Regions from separate parts of the Mus musculus genome. Here region 1 is linked to region 2. Evidence: chromatin contacts called from public HiChIP or PLAC-seq data. All regions are on one chromosome and are shown on one strand. Each heading gives the region's core, a stretch centred on a gene start, on an enhancer-like site or on the middle of the called end of the contact. The rest is flanking DNA. Distances are from core to core; before and after follow the strand shown.

Region 1 (2,747 bases), core at 29-2,528, 1.0 Mb before region 2:
CCAAAATGCTAGTGTCGACTAGAGAAAGTTCTCAGAGACTTTGGTCTGGAATTTAAAGTGTCTTGTTAGCTGTCCTCAGAGGGAAAGAGCATGGCATCCAGATGCAGGCACTGCAGATTGGCAGGCAAACACAGAGGCAGGAGCAGTAGTAGCTGCCTCTTGGAGGAAAAGAAGAGATGGAGAATTCTTTGCACACCTCTGAAAGTGCTTGGCAGTTGGTGGAAGAGAACATTATAAGCTTTTCAGGGCTCTAGTGCACCTATCTCGTTTCTCATCTTGAATACAGTTCCCCTTCTTCCTGTCGCTCAGACACATTTACTTATCCTCCCACAGGATCCAGTGGGGAACCCTCAAGATGCTCTGATGACCAGCAGGAGCCTGATTTCCTAGGGACTAGAGGCTGCTTATTTCTTCTCCTGCCCCTGCTAACTGTGCCAGGTGCCTGCTGTGTGTGGATAAAAGGGCCCCACACACCACAGATATCTCTCCCCCTTCCTCTCCCCTTCTCCTCCTCTGCTCTCATTTCTCTCAACCTTACCTCCTGTGTGTTTCCATGTCTCTCTCTGCCTGTCTGCCCTTTTCCCTCCTTACTGTTTCAACTCTGAGGCACCTTTCACTCTCCTCTCCCAAATAAACCTCTTACACGAGATCTGTTGCATGACATATTTTCTCAGGGATACACCATGGCACAGACCTGCCAAAAGTACCCAACGCCTGGCTTGCATTTTCATCCTCCCACCGTCTGCCTCAATAGTTCAGGCTCAGGCCAAGCAGAACCTAAGCTCTCTCCCTGGTCCTCCCCTGAACCAAGAAGACACAGGCATTTGCCCTCCCAGACAGCTCACCAGGTGCCTAATCCCTTCACAGCCGGTTTGTTAACACTTTGTTAAAATGGGCTACCAAGGCTCTAAGGAGCCAAGATGCCAGTAGAGACAGAAACTAACCATGGTCCCAGAGCAACTAGACTGTACCCAGGGTTGGAAGTGAGGGACAGAAATGACATTAGGGGTAGGACTTGAGTAGACTATATGTCTGTGGTTACTTACCTCTGAGTTCTGTGGTTGCTTTGCTCAGTTGCCTCAAGTCTAGTACCCATGTCAGCAGTCTTGGTAAAGCAGGCTAGTGTCACCTGAGAAAGACCCTCTGTCTGCAACAAGTCCTGGCCAGCAGATGTCTTCGCCGGTGGGCTTTGGCACTTGGAAGAGTTCTAACTGCAGCCCTGGTTGTGTGTTCACCTCTAAGCCCATGTGAGTTCTTTGTTCCTTGCTGCATTAAAGCATTGCACAGACTGGTGGAAGACTGGAAATCCCAGAACTGTCACCCTCCAGGAAGTGAAAGCCCTGCCTCCACTTTTCTATTGGGCAGACTGTAACACAAGCTCACAGTTGACTAGTCAGATTTCTATCTGCCTCAGGCATTCCCAAGCAGCAAAGTCCATTTGCTCAAAAGAGCAGGTGCCCTTGTTAACGCCTTTAGAGTCCCTCCAGTCCCGGGTTTAAGATGGGCACAGCAGGATCCTCTCTGCCAGCAGATTCCTTCTCTCTATGGGATTCCCAGGGCTACCCTAAAGCAGTACACCTCTTTTGCTACTTTGTTACAGTAACACCTCCCTAACCAGCCTTAAGAAACTGATTGGGGAGGGGGGGTGGGGTGGGAGAGGGGGCTTGAGGGAAGGGAAAGGGAGTTGGGGGTGGATGGGAGAGGGAGTTGGGGGAGGAAGGAAGGACCGGGGCCAGGACCAGGAAAGGGGATAACATTTGAAATGTAAATAAAGAAAATATCCAATAAAATAAATATTAAAAAAGAAAAGATAAGAAAAGAAAAGAAATAGGGCTGGAGAGATGGTTCAGTGGATAAGAGCACTGACTGCCCTTCCAGAGGTCCAGAACTCCACTGTCCCTCCAGCCTAAGGGTCCAGAACAGGGCTCTTTCTTCCCTGTGGGCTGTTTCATTGCCTGTCACCACCAGACCAGCTCTGAGGAAACTGACTCAGAGACCTTTAGAATCTCTTTCTTAATCTCTAATTTAAGAAATAAAGTACAGGAGGTTTCTGGAGTTCTCGTGGGTTGATGGAAACATGCAAAAACGTAAAGGAGAATATTTGCATCAGTAATGAAGAAGACCAAAAATGAAGAAAGACAAAATTTTCCTTCTGTACTTGTCAGGAGGTGAAAGAAGAAGTTGCTAGGGGGAGTCCAATGAGTCACCCTCCTCCAGTATCCCAAGCACAACCTCTTGCTCAGAACTGTACCCTCCCGTTCCTAAGGAATGTCACAAGACTAGCCAGAGACCAGGGCAAGCCAACAACCAGGGCTTTGAGGGACATGAGGAAGAAAAGAACAGGGGTAGGGAAAGTGGGGGAGCCAGGGAGGAGCAGCATCTGGACAGAGGCAGCTGCTGGGTGGAGAAAGTCCAGTGCCCATGCTCTGTGTGCCTGAAGTCTTCTCTTCTTTCTCTCCCCTCTTCACTCTCCTCCCTCCTCCCTCCTCCTCCTCCTCCTCCTCCTCCTCCGAGCTCCTCCTCCGAGCTCCTCCTCCGAGCTCCAGTTCAGTTCCAAAGTCAGTGAGAAGGAATTCAACTCCAAAGGTCTGGGATTAGAACTGCAGCAAACTCTGGGGACTTCTCCATCAAGGACAAAGTGCAGTGCCCAGGCTTAAGGAAGGAGGCAGCCAGGAGAGCATTTATAAGGAGACAGCTCTCCGAGTCCAGCCACCTCGGGGACAAGTTCTCCATCGGCTGGCAGGGTC
Region 2 (2,700 bases), core at 139-2,638:
GGGTCAGCACAGACCTCTCTCTTGAGCTTGGTGACAAAACTGTGGGAAGAGAAAAGACACTGTTAGATGAAGTTCAGTCTGGTATACATGGAGGGGCTGTGTAGAGCTCAGCGGGGGAGGGCAGGTAGAAAAAGGGGACTCAAAGTGACCTGCTTCTCCTGCAGGTTTTCTAAGATAAGCTTGTGGAGTAGAAAGGGCCTGAACAGCAGCCATAGAGACAATGCTGTTGAGAACTGCCTTTGCCTTCTTGGCCTTGGTTTCCCCATTGGATCTGAGTGTGTGACTGACTATAAGTATATGAGGACCATCCCTTGTTCTTAAGGAAAAACCTTTGGACCAGGGAGGGCCGGGGTATGTAACTCACACTACAGCTTCTTTGGGACACCTGCTGCTGGTGATCCTCTTGTAGCTCTCCAGCCTACTCATTGGGATCATCTTGCTGGTGAATGAGTAGCAGCAGGTGAGTGGGGCGTTAACTGCATCTGGAGAGTAAAAGAGAAGCACATTAGGACAGGAAAGATGCTTCTGACCTTAGAGAAGAGAAGGACCACGGGGAGAAGGCAGTTTCAGCAGGATGGGATATAAATGCCAATACATCAGATCTGGGATGTGATCTTTGACAACAGACTCAGTTATTTGCAGCTTAAAGTAGGCTCACAGTCTTGGGTAGAGGGATGCCATTAAAACTATGTGACTCTGGGGACTGTCATTTGGGGGAGTTAGAAGTCAAATTACTATGACCTGAGAAGATTACCTGAGTACATTACTGTAGGCTGCAAAAAAAAAAAAAAAAAAAAAAAAAAAAAAAAAATCAAATCATGAGTATCTCTGATCCCAACCACCTCCGCTAAGCTGCTATCTCTGGAAGCAGGGCTGGGTGAAACACAGCTCGGATCTTGGATCTCTTCCCCTTTCTCCTCTATCTGGAAAAAGGCACCAACCCAAGCCTCTGTTTGATCACCCAGGTTCCCAAATACTGAGGGAAGTAACTGGAACAGGAACTATATGAAGGTGTGATTCCAAATTTAGATCTAACAATTAAAATTCTAGTTGCTTTCCAGAAGCAATCTTGTAATTGGGTTGGCTCTTTGTCCTTCCTTCTTTATGCTCCTTATCTTGGTTAAAGAAAAAAAAAAAAGTACCTGACCATGTGAGACTATGCTATCACAATCCACGACAATTCAAAAATGGGGTGATATGCTGGGAAGGGAGCTGGGGGGGTCTCACCTGGCTGAGCCAACACGTGGATGCTCCAGCCGGCAACTGTGAACAGCAGGCCCAGAAGCATGACAGGGACCTGCATGGTGGTGGAGGAAGAGAGAGCTGGCTTCAGTGAGAGTTGGCTGGTGCTGGTGCTGGGCTGGCCTTCCTCCCGTCTGGCTCTCTGCACTTCTGGCTGCTCTGAGGCAGCCTTTTATTGTAAGCCAGGGGGGTGGAGTCAGGCAGGGTGCTTGGTGCCAAGGAGTAGCATCACCCTGGATAAGTGATGGAAAGTGGAAGTTGAATCCGCTGAGTAAGTGCAGAGCCCTCGGGTGTTTCCAGGAAGTGGAAGAGAGAAACTGTGGGTTGGAATTTGGTATTTTTCTAGCCACTCCTGGGAGCAAATGAAGCTGCGCAGGGAGTAGGGGGGGGGGGGGGGAAAGAGGGAAGAATTGGCAGTAATTGTACTACTGTGACCACAAGTGTGAATGGAGTGGCTCTGCTTTCACTGAAATAAAAGGAAGTGGCCAAGGAACCTAAAGTCCTTAGGAAGAAGATGCTTGGAAACACAGCCTAGCTTGCCCCTGGCTCAAGGAACCTTGCAGCTGGGAAAGGACCCCCAGTAAGTCGGCTGAGTCCTTGGTTATCAGGCCTTGTTGAATACAGCATTCTCTCCACTTGGTGGTTACCAGATATTTTGCAGCACTAAGAAGCTTTGTGACATTGATATGAACTGTCTGAGTTGTAAAAGTCCAGACCTGGAAAGCCATATACATGAGCTCATGGTGCAGAAGAAATTTCTATATAAAACTCACCTAGTGCTTACTCTGGGCCAGGAGTGGTTGGAACCCTTCACAGTGCAGTCTCTAATTTCCCCAGCTCTGGTAAGTAGATGCTGTTACTCCCCATTCTCAGATCAGGCAGCTGAGGTCCAGAAGGGTCATGTAGGTAACTGCCCTAAGAGTCCCTGGAACAGGACCCAGGTAGCTCCAGCCTGGCTATCATCACATTACCTTCAAACTAACAGACAGCTAACGGGCCATGGAGAAACATGCCTTTTGGTTAAGTCATGATGAATTAGAAGCCTGTGTGTTAGCGTTTACTACTCCTGGTAGCTCTCTGCCCTGTTTCCTTCGTGATTTCCAGGGACCATGAGTGAGCCAACTGGAATGTCTGGCTTAATTCAGCTTTCCAGGTTTAGATTTCTTCACAAACAGTGTGATCAAAGCGATAAAATCTGAAAGCCCTTAGAATTCATTTCAGCAGACTCTTGATAAAAAGAGTGGCGCTCTCACATGCGTGCCAGTGGCTGAGCGGAGTCTTCCACTCAGGTATCTTGATTTCCTCCTTCCTCTGTAGCATCCTTTTGAGTCTTTCCTGATTGGCAGAGTTGTACCCAAGATTTGTCTTTCATAGAGAGTCGTGGAGACAATGACTGTAAAGGAATGGGGGGATGCTTGGAAGAGAACAGTTCTGAAGTTAATATATTTGTGATAGGAA

What was found. HiChIP or PLAC-seq counts read pairs in DNA pulled down with a chosen protein or histone mark.
Region 1: a contact with region 2 is called in an H3K27ac HiChIP or PLAC-seq map of bone marrow-derived dendritic cells, with 4 times the contacts expected there. The contact joins the promoter of Slfn2 here to the promoter of Ccl2 in region 2. A contact is called at or near these places in 1 of 39 promoter capture datasets (hippocampal neurons), 1 of 115 datasets of contacts at active chromatin or transcription factors (bone marrow-derived dendritic cells) and 1 of 9 other capture datasets (macrophages).

What each region holds. Positions count from the first base shown.
Region 1 is chr11:83,063,643-83,066,389 of GRCm38.p6, reverse strand. It overlaps Slfn2 (schlafen 2), which reads right to left and starts at 1,278. Exons shown (of 2, transcript NM_011408.1): 1 at 1,047-1,278. The coding sequence starts at 1,096. Gm20234 (a long non-coding RNA gene) reads left to right here. Exons shown (of 2, transcript XR_388923.4): 2 at 334-649.
Region 2 is chr11:82,034,265-82,036,964 of GRCm38.p6, reverse strand. It overlaps Ccl2 (chemokine (C-C motif) ligand 2), which reads right to left and starts at 1,388. Exons shown (of 3, transcript NM_011333.3): 1 at 1,228-1,388; 2 at 365-482; 3 at 1-39. The coding sequence starts at 1,303.